2 separate regions of the Oryctolagus cuniculus genome follow, and region 2 is linked to region 1. The links are chromatin contacts, called in public Hi-C maps. All regions are on one chromosome and are shown on one strand. Each heading gives the region's core, a stretch centred on a gene start, on an enhancer-like site or on the middle of the called end of the contact. The rest is flanking DNA. Distances are from core to core; before and after follow the strand shown. Region 1 overlaps CLMP (CXADR like membrane protein). Region 2 has its middle 42 kb from the start of CLMP.

Evidence for each region. Hi-C and Micro-C count contacts between places; a contact is called where the count stands out from the background.
Region 2: a Hi-C map of skin fibroblasts shows a contact between it and region 1, with 2.8 times the contacts expected there. The contact joins two enhancer-like sites. A contact is called at or near these places in 4 of 6 Hi-C or Micro-C datasets (ear pinna, embryonic fibroblasts, psoas muscle and 1 more).

The regions. Positions count from the first base shown.
Region 1 is chr1:115,500,905-115,508,492 of mOryCun1.1, forward strand. All of the region lies in intron 1 of CLMP (CXADR like membrane protein), which reads right to left. Among named protein-coding and RNA genes, the nearest start is that of HSPA8, 55 kb to the left of the region's middle. Within about 2 kb of position 4,122, at least 1 of the 8 cell types and tissues checked has an H3K27ac peak or open chromatin away from gene starts, as enhancers often do.
Region 2 is chr1:115,608,959-115,616,546 of mOryCun1.1, forward strand. No RefSeq gene overlaps it. Among named protein-coding and RNA genes, the nearest start is that of CLMP, 42 kb to the left of the region's middle. Within about 2 kb of position 4,368, at least 2 of the 8 cell types and tissues checked have an H3K27ac peak or open chromatin away from gene starts, as enhancers often do.

The DNA.
Region 1 (7,588 bases), core at 2,872-5,371:
AAGAAACTCAATAGATAGAACAGTTAAAAGTTACAGCTGGGCATATAACAGCATGGGAAAGGTCTGAGGGTCCTGGGGAAATTCAAGAATTCTATTGACAGTGTGATGTCGTCTGAGGCCTCCATTCACAGAATTCTCATGTTCTAAACAGGAGTAACAGCTCCACTGTACTTTAAAGGAGCCAAACTAGTGCATGCAAAGTATTTGTGTTCATTTCTAGATGGTGAAAACTACAGGGATTTTAACAAAAAAAAAATCGGCATTTGAAGGGTTATGATGAAATGATAATGGCCTGAAAAATGTAGCATGAGGAATAGTAGGCACAAGTATACATTGAACAGTTAGGAAGAGGAGAGATTAAGGGACACTGTGATCGCCGCTTTCCAACATCTAAAAGACTACAAAGCAAATAATAGGCTAATCGAGGTTTGTTCCATAGGGTGCAATTAGGTACAGAAGGCATAATATATTCACCCATAAATGACAGGATGAGAGTGTTCAGCACCTTTTTTTCTGTTCTATTTTGTGATTCTGTTACAAAAGACATAAGTCATTTAGGCTTTGTCTGTTGATAGGAGAATGAACTGTATCATACCATTTAGTGAATTTTCCATTATTATAGCTACTAGAGTCATTCAGGTAGGGTATTTCAGGGGCTGTGAAAGTCAATATTGAAAGTTCTTTCTAACTGCAATATTCTAAAAAATACTTATTGAGTTCTTAATATATTTAAGGCACTGTTCCAGTTGAATGTGGTACAAAGTATAAAATAAAAATGTGTACCGTTGTCTGTTAAATTTTTTTTTTTTTTTTTTTTTTTTTTTTTTTTTACAGGCAGAGTGGATAGTAAGAGAGAGAGACAGAGAGAAAGGTCTTCTTTTTGCCGTTGGTTCACCCACCAATGGCCGCCACGGCTGGTGCGCCGTGCTGATCCGAAGGCAGGAGCCAGGTGCTTCTCCTGGTCTCCCATGGGGTGCAGGGCCCAAGCACTTGGGCCATCCTCCACTGCACTCCCGGGCCACAGCAGAGAGCTGGCCTGGAAGAGGGGCAACCGGGAAAGAATCCGGCGCCCCCACCGGGACTAGAACCCTGTGTGTTGGCGCCGCTAGGTGGAGGATTGGCGCCGGCCAATGAGCTCTTACAAAATTTATACAGAGGGTCTTGTTTTGTTCCATTGTTAACCTGACATTTAGAGATTGTTAATCTTTGAAAGAACTAGAAGAAACCAGCCCACGCAACTGTATTTCTTTCCCATCTGTGGATGTTTTAGTCCACAAGGGGGCAGAATTTACTCATGGAGGATTAGCCAATACCTTACCTTTTCATTTTTTTCTTTATTACTAGAAACAAGGATTATAATTTACAAAAATTATAGACTACATTGGATTTAAACTTGATGAACATTTTGTTCTCATTTGTGCTTCTGGGATACATTTCCAACCACATGCAGTTAATTTTCAAGGACCTGTGGTGAAAACGGGTGTCTTAGAAAATAAAGTCAAGGAGTTGAGAAGACCTTTACCTACTAGGAAACAGAAAGATACGTTATTCTTTTTTTTTTTTTTTTTTTGACAGAGTTAGACAGCGAGTGAGAGACAGAGAGAAAGGTCTTCCTTCGTTGGTTCACCCCCAAAGTGGCCGCTATGGCCAGCGCACTACATCGATCCGAAGCCAGGAGCCAGGTGCTTCCTCCTAGTCTCCCATGCGGGCACAGGGCCCAAGCACTTGGGCCATCCTCCACTGCCTTCCCGGGCCACAGCAGAGAGCTGGACTGGAAGAGGAGCAACCGGGATAGAATCCGGCACCCCAACCAGGACTAGAACCTGGGGTGCTGGCGCTGCAGGCAGAGGATTAGCCAAATGAGCCGCAGCACCAGCCAAGACACGTTATTCTAATAACTTTTTAAAAAGATTTATTTATTTATTTGACAGTCAGAGTTACACAGAGAGAGGAGAGGTAGAGAGAGAGAGAGAGAGAGGTCTTCCATCCAATGGTTCACTCCCCAAATGGCCGCAATGGCCAGAACTGTGCTGATCCAAAGCCAGGAGCTTCTTCTGGGTCTCCCATGCAGGTGCAGGGGCCCAAGGACTTGGCCCATCTTCTACTGCTTTCCTAGGCCATAGCTGAGAGCTGGATCAGAATTGGAGCAGCCGGAACTTGAACCGCTGCCCATATGCTGGTGCTTCAGGCCAGGGTGTTAACTCACTGCGCCACAGCACCAGCCCCTCTGATAACTTTTTAATAACATAAGGTCACTGTTTTTACGTCTTTCAACTGAAGCCAAAAACGTATTTTAATTGCCTAAATTATTATGAAAAACATTGTTTATTCAGAAGCTGTCAAATATTGTCTCTAGGGAGTTAACAACAGGCAAAAGGAGAGGAATACAAATCTGTCCCTGTGGCCGGCACTGTGGTGCAGTAGGTTAAGCTGCCATCTGCAGTGCTGGCATTCCAGAGGAGCACCAGTTTGAGTTCCTGCTGCTCCACTTCCAATCCAGCTCCCTGCTAATGTGCCTTGGGAAAGCAATGGAGGATGGCCCAAGCGCATAGGCCCCTGTACCTATGTGGAAGACCAAATGAGGCTCCTGGCTTCATCCTGGCCCAGTCCTGGTTGTTGTGGCCATTTATAGAGTGAACCAGTAGATGGAAGATCTCTCTCCTCTTTCCTCTCTTTTGCTGTAACTCTGCCTTTCAAAAAAATAAATAAATCTTTTAGAAACTATTCCAGATGGTTTAGAGAAGCAAAGGGACTCTCAAGATCCTTTCAGTCTTGAAGTTTAGTTTTTGTTCCAGACCAGCAGTTTATGCTGAATTAGAATTAGAGGCCCCTAGCTGGGGCCTCTGCTGTGGCGTAGCCATTACCTGCAGTGCTGGCATCCCACATGGGCACCGCTTCGAGTCCCGGCTGCCCTACTTCTAATCTAGCCCTCTGTTATGGCCTAGGAAAGCAGAAGATGGCCCGTGTGGGAGACCTGGGAGAAGCTTCTGGCTCCTGGCTTCGGGTTGACCCAGCTCTGGCTATTGCAGCCATTTGGGAAGTGAACCAGCAGATGGAAGACTTCTCTCTCTCTCTCTGCCTGTGCCTCTGTGTAACTCTGCCTTTCAAATAAATAAATCTTTTTTTAAAAAAAAAACAATGCTCTGGCTATATGTAATACAGAATCTGTAGCTGGAGTAGGCCTGCAGAAGGTCAGTTAGGCCTACCAAGGTCTGGACTTTAGGCCAGTTTCCTAGGTAAAACTAGTCTGGGGACCAGTATTGTGGTGTAACAGGTTAAGCTGCCCCTGAAATGCCAGCAGCCCATGTGGGCACTGATTCAAGTCCTGACTGCTCCACTTCCAGTCCAGCTCCCTGCTAACATGCCTAGGAAAACAGCAAAAGATGTTTGGCCCTTACACCCACTGGGGAGACCTGGTAGAGGTTCCGGGATCCTAGCTTTTTCCTGGCACAAGCCCCTGCCATTGCAGCCATTTGGGTAGTTAACCAGCAGATGGAAGACCTCTCTTTCTGTGTCTCTCCCTTTCTGTAACTCTTTCAAATAAATAAATAAATATCTTTAAAAAAAAAAAAACACTAGTGTGGTGAAATGAATCAAATTATTCATATTGTCTTCTCCCTGAGAATCTGAAATCATAGCAAAACTGTTCCAAGATCTTGATGGGCATGTTAGTATCCAATTTTGTATTATTGTGTGTCATAAGCTATTCAGGGAACCTGATTTCCATAACCTCTCCTTAAACTAACATCCTTTCCGCAGTCCTTCTGATTCTGGATGCCAGTACTAACAGGAGCACTGACAAAATAGCTGGCATTCAGGCACGAGTAACCAGGAGTGCACACTTGTTCAGAAAATTCAGTGATACTCCTTTACCTTACTCGGTGCTGCAGAGACAAATGCTCTTGTCTCCTGTCTATGTAAGGATGACGATCGAATAGAGAAATAAAACAGGCACTCAACAAACCCAGTTCAAGGCAGTGTGTAACCAATATTGTGTGCAGGTCAGAAAGTGCTCTAGGAATTCAGAGGACAAAGGTCACTGTGGCCATCAGGGTGGCTTCATAGCAAATGAAATATCTGCACTGAGTCTTGGGGAACAGATGGAATTTTAGCAACTATAAGTGATAGGCAGTGACATCCCAAATTCTGTGAGTGGCAGCCTGCCTGGTCAGCAAACCAGTCACCAAGCTAACTTCAGCCTTGGGTGGCTAGATGGGAATATCCCTTGTCCTGACAAGTTCCCAGAGTCTGACAGTGGGAAGCGGAAGGTCAGTCAGTATCGCATACTCAGCTTGTGGCTGTGCTGCTGTCCCGCAGGCTAGGGGCTATCTGGATGTAATGTTTATCCTAAATTTTCCAGTAATAATCGTTCTGAGAGGAAGCAGACCCAGTCCACAGACATCATTCTACCATTCAGAAGTCTAGCAGTTAACCCTCAGAATTCTGCCCACAGTTCTACATTCATGTTCCATGCATATATTCATGTTTGTGTAACACACACACATATACATGTCCAGAGTCAATATACAGATAAGACAAGAATGTATGCCTTTGATTTCAGGACTCGCAGAGGACCAGATCCCACACTAACCTGTTTCATTGACATATCTATTTATAGCTTCTATCTCATTCTAAATGCTAAGGCGCTTGCTAAATCTAAATCTTTTATTACCTTCAGTAGAGAGATCTTAACAGATGGGGAAAGTTAAAAATAGATACAGACTTACTATTGAGAGGGCAACAGTCCATTGTTAGGGATCCTTGGCCTGAAGTAATGAGATTATGCTGGTAATTGAAATCCACTGATAAATCGATGCCTCAATTCAGCCTTCAAATGTATCCTTCCCTCTCCACCTTCCTATCAAAGCTAATAGCAAAGAGAAGATGACTAGAATGATCTTCATCTCGTCCCCACAGTCACAGTCACTCGAGAGAAGGACAGAAGAGCCGTGTGGGGAAAACAAACAAAAGAATGGAGGGAGTTTCATTTTCTACTGAGAAAAATCACCTCCTATGTGATAAAAATGACATACAGTACAGAGTTGCCTTCCTGTGTATTATAAACCCCCATATGGAAACATTTCTTACTAATAGGTAACAATTGTTGCCCACTTATTATATGCTGAGGGTTACCACTTGATTCATTCGCTTCCATTTTTCACCTTCTGAATAACCATATGAGGTATGCACTATTATCCTCGTTCTACAGAGAATGAAAAATGTAGAAATAATCTGCTCACACAATTAGCAGTAGAGCTCCTTATGCACTGAGTATTCTAATCTAGCCATTTTAACTCAGACCCTTTCCTTAACACTTCATTATACTGCTTCCCAGAGTATGTAGTTAAACATTTTATTGCTTTAGAGTTTCCTCAAAGCTTCTCATCATCCTCTTAGTTCTATTCTTGGTCACCTGCAGCAATGTCTCTCGGTCTTTACTTGCAATCATATATTCTCATACAGTCTCCTTTACTATGATTTGGGACAAGTTAAACAACAAAATTTTAGAACTAGTTTTCAAACTACATGTAGGGGCCAGCGCTGTGGTGCAGTAGGTTAATCTCCGCCTGAAGCACCAGCATCCCATATGAGCACCGGTTCCAGTCCCAGCTGCTCCTCTTCCAGTCCAGCTCTCTGCTGTGGCCTGGGAAAGCAGTGGAAGATGGCCCAAGTGCCGGCCCCTGCACCTGCGTGAGAGACCTGGAAGAGGTTCCTGGCTCCTGGCTCCTGATTTCAGGTTGGTGCAGCTCCGGCTGTTGAACCAGCAGAAGGAAGATATTTCTCTCTGTCTCTTCCTCTCACTGTCTGTAACTCTACCTCTCAAGTCAATAAATAAAATCTTAAAAAAAAAAAAAAAAAGAAACTACATGTAATGAAACAATGCTGATTGAAAGAAGATAGACCCAAGGGAGTACATTCCATATGATTCCATTTACATAATGTACAGAAACAGCAAACACTAATCTGTGCTCTTGGAAGTCTAGATAGTTTCCTGGTGAAGGAGGGTACATGGGGAGGCTTCTAAGGTGCTGGTTATGCTTAATTCCTAGATTTGGGTACTTGTTATTTGGGCATGTTCATTTTGTGAAGTTCATCAATCTGTACATTTATGATGTTCATTTTTCTATATGTATATTACACTGCATTAAAAAACTGTCCTAAATCTCAGCAGTTCAAAACAACAAATATATGTTATGTATATTACTTCATAGTTTCTGTGGTTAGGAGTCTGGCCTGAGTTAGCTGGGTAGCTGTGGCATGAGGGCCAATCATGTGCTCACTGGGGCTGACGTCTCAACTGAAGGCTCCACTGAGTTAGGGGGAAGATCCACTTCTACGGCCACTCATGTAGTTGTCGGTAGAGAGGGATTTCTAAGTCCCTCACCAAAGGAACTTCTCCACAGGCCAGCTGACTCCCCCTAGAGTGAGTGATACAAAGAAGAGCACACAAAATGCCCAAGATGGAAACTCATCACCACCACCCTGTATTATTAGTTATGATCAGTTCAGTCATTTTAACATATATTCCAGGGCTGGCGCTGCGGCTCAATAGGCTAATCATCTACCTGCGGCGTGGGTACACCGGGTTCTAGTCCTGGTCGGGGCGCCGGATTCTGTCCCGGTTGCCCCTCTTCCAGGCCAGCCCTCTGCTGTGGCCTGGGAGTGCAGTGGAGGATGGCCCAAGTGCTTGGGCCCTGCACCCGCATGGGAGACCAGAAGAAGCACCTGGCTCCTGGCTTCGGATCAGCGCTGTGAGCTGGCCACAACAGCCATTGGGGGGTGAACCAATGGCAAAGGAAGACCTTTCTCTCTGTCTCTCTCTCTCTCACTGTCCACTCTGCCTGTCAAAAAAAAAAATTTATTCCAGGAGTGAGTTCAATCTAAGACACTACTACCACGTACTCAAAGTATGCATGTTCTTCCTCTGCCTCACCACTTGCAATGGCAGTAATTTAACAGGCTATAACAGTTCACTGCTTTTTTGGTCACCACAATATCCCTCAAAATATGAATGATGACATGAGTTCTTTCTATTATATAGAAATGTAGTAATAAACGTATTAACACTTTTATGTTGTGTAGCAGTTTTCAGACTTCATAACTCCCATGCATATTGTGATTTTTTAATGCAGAGTAAGTGGGAACTGTAATTTGGTGTTAGTTTATCTGATAACACTATGAAAATTATAAAATACTTCACAATATCAATATCTATCATCTACTGAGTGCTTACCTGCTCTTTACTATACACTAAGGGATACATAATATATATACTATATATTATTTCATTTAATCAGACAACCTTATGAAGCAGAATTTTGCCTCATTTTTATAGAGCAAAATCTAAGACTCAGGATAAGTAATTTGCTAATATCTCAGAGCTAATAAATAGTAGGGTAAAAATTTCACCATAAATAGTCAGTTTTCAACCTAAGTTCTACAAATGGTATAAAGTAGAATGCTGTTCATGTTATTCTGGTAATACATTTTCCTAGACTATGTCATGGGGGAAGTTTACAAACACTGTGCCATCCCAGTCTCAGGGAATTGGGGAATTATCTTCAAAGATTATATCAAGTAGAATATG
Region 2 (7,588 bases), core at 3,118-5,617, 110 kb after region 1:
AAAAAAAAAAAAAAAAGCCCTTGGGGGAAAACTCATCTAAACTCAAACCTTTTTGTTTTCCGCCCTGATACGCCCTTGTGCTCACAAAGCTGAGCCATCGCACAAACCCCACAGGAAAAATCGCATTGAATTATACAGAGAGGGGATTAATAGTTTGTTTTCCTAACGCTGGCTGGGTCCAGCTCTACGACACAGAGAGTCTATGACTTCGTCCATTTTCTGAAAGCACTCCTGAAGTGCACAACTGGGCACAGGCCCACGGGATGAATAAGAAACTCGGGAAAATGGAGTTAGGTTTGCCAGCAAGACACAGAGAATTCAGAATTTGAAATGGCTTCAACTTGGAGTTCTTCTTTTTCTTAATGAATGGGTGTTCTCTTTACTTTTCATGTGGGAAACAGATTATTTGCAGTTGAATCCATGTTTTTCCTGTAAAGCAGGGAAAGTCAGAGGTTATTTCTTTGTTGTTGTTGCTGCTTTTTCTTTTCTTCCAAAGACACAAGTCCAAATACGCTTATCCGTGGACTGTGAGGGTGAACAGCTGGGTCAGACACCAGCACCAGCAAATGCACAGCCTCCTTCCATCTTCTGGAAGCAGTGAACCGGCTGAGCAAGCTGCTGTCTGCTGGTAAGTAGTAACAGGTTCTTCCACGGCCTGCGTCTGGCTTTCTCTCACGGAGTGGAGTAGCTCCTGGAAGTACAATCATGATAGAAATACTCATTTACATTTTAGCTTTGGGGGCCTGCATTGTGGTACAGCAATTTAAGCCACTACCTGCAAAGTCAGCATCCCATATGGGTAGTGGTTCGAGTGCTGGGCTGCTCGGCTTCCAATCCAGCTCCCTGCTAATGTGCCTGGGAAAGCAGTGGATCAGGGCCCAGCCACCCTTCTTAGCCCTGAAAGGAAGTCTTTGATGAAACAGGAGCATTGCTTTTGGAACTGTCATGTATAAAATGCAGGCACGAAGGGGAACGTGAGGATGGATTTGCCCCCCCCCCTTTTTTTTTATTCTAAATTGCACTAGCTTTATTTTTTTTTTTATTTATTTTTTTTTATTCTAAATGATTTGCCCCTTTTTAAAGCAGTCTAGAAAAGGATGACAATGATCTAAGAGCCAGAGTTTAGGCCAGAGGGAGACAGGCGGGCTCGTGTACTTGGTGGCCTGTAGGCGCATTTCCTGCCTGTCTTCCACATTTCGCTTCTCTCTTTTCATTTGGACTTCATTGTCCAGGCAGCCCACAGTGTGCTGGGCCAGCCCCCGCCCTGTCCAGAGCAAGCCTTTGTAGAGTCAAAATCAAAATGGAGTGAGTGGCTAAAAGCTAATTGCAGATCTCTTGCTTCTATACACATTGGCTTTGCTTGCTAATGGCTAAGGGTGCATCTTGTGAAACTATGTGGGCCCAAATTCCAAGGAACTGAGAAAGGACACAACCTGAGTGTTCTGCCTAAGATGACAGAGACGCCCTGCACTGTAACCTTACAGCCCTGTCTCGGGTTTGTTATTGTTCCTGGGTTTGTTATTGTTAACTGTTATCTTACAAGCATATTCTGTTGGTTTTTTTTTAATTGTTAACTGCACACCAGGGGTTCGAAATTGTGAGCCCTAGTGGACAGAATACTATAAAAAGCTATGTGTTGGGGGCCACATGCTGGTAAGGAGTGTTGGTCCTGATCGGCCGCTTTGCCTCCCATTTTCAATAAAATTCATGTGTGGCTGTCACTGTTTTTTGCAATATTCTATTTTAGCTGACGAGTGGATGCAACACCTTGACATGGACACCTCCCTGCTGAGCCCTGTCTGGGCTCCGCGTCCTCACAAAGGCACTTGTGAGGCACATGGCCTGCGCTTGGTCCACCACTGAACCATCTTATAAAAGAGACGGTGTGTTTGGAGGGGCTTTGCGTATTTGGAAACTAAACTTTTTTGCATTGTTTCCAAACTGGTGGCTCTCAGCTGCAGATGTTGCTGGTTTACAATTAGAGTTGTTACTGGCACCTAGTGGGTAGATACTGTAGGGAAGTTCATTTTTCCCCTCTGGAGGTCTGATAATTGGGTCTGCTGAAATAAACTGACAGTAGACAAATTGGCAGGAAAAAAAAGCACACAAACTTATTGTGCACATGTGCAAGGGAACCACACAAAATATGAAAATTCAAAGAAGTACCAGATGGTTGAAGTTTAAATACTCTCTTTTTAAAAAGATTTATGTATATATTTGAAAGGCACAGTGACCGAGAGAGAGGAAGAGACAGAGAGAAATAGGTCCCATCTGCTGGTTCTCTCCCCAAATAGCCGCAAAGGCCAAGGCTGGGCCAGGTCAAAGCCAGGAAGCCAGAACTCCATCTGGGCCTCCCACGTGGGTAGAAAGAACTCAGGTACTTGGCCATCACCTGCTGCTTTCTCAGGTGCATCAGAGAAAGTAGACTGGAAGTGGAATAGCAAGGTGGTGGCTTAGCCCTCTGTGCCACAAAGCCTGGCCCCTTAAACGCCCTCTGCATAGAGGAGAGGGGAGTGGGCATTGCCAGTGACTGTTGAGGCTGGTCAGCGATGTTTAGGGTACAGAATGAGCCTGGGACAGACAAGGGCCTGGGGCAGAGTTCCTCCGGGCTCTAGGTGTGGTCCACTTTGTGATAAGAGATTTCAAGGAGGGGATTTCTCCTTCTGGAGAAGCTGAAAATAAAGGAACTTGAGAGGGAGCCTTTCCCTGGATTTGCAGCTCAGTCTAAGTCCAAAGAAGCCCACTTTGCAAAATCATGTCAGAGTCCCTTAGAAGGCCAAGGATGCAGCTGAACATCCTACATCGGACAGAACAACCTCCACCCCCCACCCAAAAACAACAACAACAACAACAGTGATGTGGCCCAAAATGTCACCGTGCCAAGTTTGAGAAGCCCTGTCTGGGAGGAACCAGAAAATGTACATTCTTTTCTGAAAGACGCAAAATAGCTGGATTACAATGCAGTCTGTATCACACTGCGTTTAGTCTTCCAATATGACTGCCTATGACACACAACCACAGGACCTCAGCCTCACACGACTGTAATGTGAGCTTTTGCTCACGCGTCTGGAGGCTATTCGAGCAGTTCTGCTAGTCTGGGTCAGGCCTGGCTGACCATGACTGAGGTGGTTCAGGTCTCTGAGGCTAACTGCCGGTTGGCAGGGAGCTGGGCACTCTAAGATGCTTTCACGCTTATGTCTAATGGGTTGTATATAATGGCAAAGGGTTCTACACTGTGTGGTCTGCCATCATTCAGCAGGCCAATCCAGGCTTTTCACATGTAGGTGGCAATGTTAGAGAGAGGGGGAGAGAGAGGAAATGGGGGGGGGGGGCTTCTGAGGCCTGGGCTCGGAACTGGCACTGCACCACTTCCGTTGGACTCTATCAGCCAGAAAAAAAAAAGTGACGTTTCAAATCACGGGAAAAGGACTCTATGTTTTTACGAGAAGAGCTACCAAGTCCATTGCAAGGGGCCAGGATACAGGAAGGAGCGAAGAACCACAGGTATTCTTGCAGTCACTTCAATTCTAATGCACACTCACACTTCAAAATCCAGTCAAACATACTGCTCCAGGAAGCGCGTCAACCCCTCCTCACTCCTGGAGAATCCCAGGCTGACACAAAGGTCTGTTCGCATTGTGCCCGTCATGGGCACCACCATCAGCTGGCTCCCAGTGGACGCCCAGCCACCCTGAGTGCAGGAACCCACATGAATGAACAACTCCTTACTTTCCTTCTTCTCTATGTCCCTTAAGCAGTTTGTGATTCTGGCTGAGAGCACAGTTAGAGTTTGGGTTCTGGAGTGAGAATCCTTCTGTGCAAATCCTACCATTGCCTGGGAATAGCTTAAGCCAAGCAAGTTAATTCATTGCTCGCTTTGTCTGCACAACCAGGATCATGACAGTCCATACTCCAGTGGCTCCTGTGGGGTAAAAATGGGACAGTACAGGCAAAGTGCTAGGCGAGTGACAGGTACACACTAACCCTCGTGGACGGGAGCTTGTGTTGTCAGATGCCTCTCCCACACTTTCCACCTGCCATCTGCTTTGTAGAAGACTGTGCCTTCATTCGCTCGCTCACCCTCATTCATTCACCAAATGAATGTCCGTGGAGCCCTTACGTCACAGGTCACCAGCCTACTGACTCCCCAGCAGCTGAGTGCTGTTTGTTTCCATGGCTTGCCCCTCAATCCATTGTCATTGGAAGAGGTTATGGCTTCCTTCTCTGGAGCCGACAAAGGCAACTCAGCAGGGGGAGACACCACGGCCCCCAGGCGGAGGAGTCCCTTGCATCCGGCTCCTCCACACCTGACTCACTGTGGAGAAGCCGCCAGGCTGTTGAACTCCTACCCAGCACAGGCATATTCAAAGAACTGTGTGGGAGGGAGCTCATTGCAAGGGCTGAATGCAGTCTTGCTGTACCATTTCGGGCACTGTTAAAATAAGACACATGCATGACTTCAGACAAATTTTTAGATGGTGGCATAAAACATCTGCTTCTGCCATAGACTGGTTTTTGTGGGTTTCATAAAGAGAAAAAAATTGAAAACGCCCCATGACTAGTACACTGAGTCAGCTCTGTGAGTCGCGACGCCCCTCACCAGGTGGCTGCGTCTACCGCTTTTAGTCCCCTGAGAATTGGCAGGTGCCTCTCACTCGGCGATAGCCTTGGCAGAAATGGAACCGGCAGGGGAGTGGTGTCACCGGCTTCTCCCACGTTCCCGGCTGCCAAATCGGATGACTCTCACTTGGTCTTGAAATCGTTCTTACAGGTTTTAGGTTAGAATCAAACACTTCCAAAACCCTTAAGGGCCCGTGCTGTGTTGTAGCGGGTAAAGCTGCTGCCTGCAGTGCTAGCATCCCATGTGGGTGCTGGTTCAAGTTCGGGCTGTTCCACTTCCATCCAGTCCAGCTCTCTGCTATGGCCTGGGAAAGCAGTAGAAGATGGCTCAAGTTGCTTGGGCCCCTGTACCCGCATGAGAGACCCAGAGGAGGCTCCTGGCTTCGGATCGGCAGAGCTCTGGGCATTGCAGCCAATTGGAGAGTGAACCAGTGGATGGAAGACCTCTCTCTCTCTGCCTCTCCTTTTATCTCTGTGTAACTCTGACTTTCGGGTAAATAAATATATTAAAAAAAAAAAAAAAAACACCATTGCAAGACAGTCTCGGGATCTGGTGGAAGCAGGAAAGAAATGGTAGCACACCTAGACTAGACTACAGCTGGGTTAGCACAAGAACGGCCATCTCTTGGTATTTGCCATAACATAATCACTATTAAACACCAGTATGCATAATATTTTATTTGTTTACTTCTTTGAGAGGCAGAGATAGAGAGATAGGTAGATGATAATATTGCCATTTGTGCCGGCCTGCGGCACAATGAACTGGATCTTCCTGAAACAGAGAGTGGGAATGCGGGACAAGGACGCAAAGAATGGAGCCAAGACAAGTCCTGATCAAGGCTCTTTTATTGAATAAATCCAGTAGTATTTAAACATGACCAGTTGTTTTCAAGAAGGAGCACAAAAGATTTACATATCAAAAAGGCTCTTAAGGTTAGAATAAAACACTTAGGTGATAAATGCAGGTTACAGGTGTGACTGATTATCTGTATCATCTCTTATGAAAGGTTTAGGTTCTTCCTGCCTCTTCCCGGAATCTCCCTAGCCCAATTGTCTGTGACGGGAAGTCTCCATTCACATGTTTAAGTGTAAACAAAGGGGGTGACTACCTGTGGCTGCCCACACCATTCACTAGTTCACTCCAAATGCACGCAATAGCCAGGCCAGGCCAAAGCTGGAAGCTGTGAACTCAGTCCAATCTCCAGTGTGCTAGGCAGGGGTCCAGATGCAGCCCTCACCCGCTGCCTCCCAGGGTTTGCGTTAACAGGAAGCTGGAATCAGGAGCAGCGCCAAGAGGCACTCCAATGTGGAATGCAGGCGGCGTAACTGCTGTGCCAAACACGCACCCTCATCATGTCTAAAATACTTTTGTGTTACACAGTCGGAAGAATATAACTTAGCACTGATTATACTGGTTTTGAAATTATATTGAACTATTTCCAAATGAGTTAGTCTTGCTTTCAGGTAGGTATTTGGTTTGAGTGCAATGACAGTGTCTGAAACTTGTCCCTTTCCCCATCTCTAGCATGCTGGACACATAGTCCTGAGCCCTCCCTGCTTGTAGGCAGAAACTGGTAGCTCACGCATTTAATTGGTTGGCCCGGTTCCACTTTTGCTTTGTCTCAGTGCAGTGCTGTGAAAGGTAATGTACAGGGAACTTCAGAAAGTTCATAGAAAATGGAATGAAAAGATAAACATGTTTTAGTGCAAAAAAAAAAAAAAAATGAAACCCCTGAGTAGCTCTTTCCTAACACGCATTTTGAATGAACTTGTTGAAGACCCCTTTTAACTAGGTGCACATAACCCTCGATCTTAATGCTCAGGTAAGCAGCCTAGTAAAACTGGCACTGGAGGGGCCGGCGCTGTGGTGTAGCGGGTAAAGCTGCCACCTGTGGTGCCAACTACCCATATGGGCACCGGTTCTAGTCCTGGCTGCTCCTCTTCCGATCTAGCTCTCTGGTATGGCCTAGGAAAGTAGTAGAGGATGGCCCAGGTGCTTGTGTCTCTGCACCTGTATGGGAGACCTGGAAGAAGTTCCTAGCTCTTGGCTCCTGGCTCCTGGCTCCTAGCTCTTGGCTCCTGGACCCTGGCTTCAGATTGGCCCAGCTCTGACCACTGTGGCCATCTGGGGAGTGAACCAGCAGATAGAACAGATAGAAGACCTTTCTCTCTGTCTCTCCCTCTCTCTGTCTGTAACTCTACCTCTCAAATAAATAAATGAAAGCTTTAAAAAACTGGCACGTGGTAAGTTTGTGCAGCTTTCCCTAGGAATGTGGGTTTCCACCACCTCTGGAAGCCATTTGTTTGGAATTTTATTCCCATTGCCCACTCCCTAAGGCCGAGCCTTACTCCAAGATGCAAATCCCATTCCGTCTTCTCTGCAAAACTTTCTGTCATGGAGCTCACCCGAGTCTCGCCTCCGGAGCCTTCTCAGCACCTGCTCTCCGTGAGTTTCATAGATGGCTCCTCTGTGCATCCTAGTGGTTTTCTCTTCTCTGCAGGTATTTGTCCTCTCTTTTCAATCAAGGTGTATATTAGTTCTGAGTAGGCTCTGGGCAATGCCTCCTGGTGCCCACTGGCAAACTGTTCAGGGTAGGTATTAAATATGTATTTGTGGGCAAGTGGAAAACAGTCATTCATCACAGGAATCTCCTGGGAAGACAATAGTAGGGCCAGATTGCTCTTGCCCGTATCTCCATTCAGCCTTGAGTTATAAGCATGGATCTCTTTTTATTCTTCATGATTTCTAGTCTTTATTAAAAGTAGTACAGGGGCCGGCGCCACGGCTCACTAGGCTAATCCTCCACCTTGCAGCTCCGGCACACCGGGTTCTAGTCCCATCGGGGCGCCGGATTCTGTCCCGGTTGCCCCTCTTCCAGGCCAGCTCTCTGCTATGGCCCGGGAGTGCAGTGGAGGATGGCCCAAGTCCTTGGGCCCTGCACCCCATGGGAGACCAGGATAAGTACCT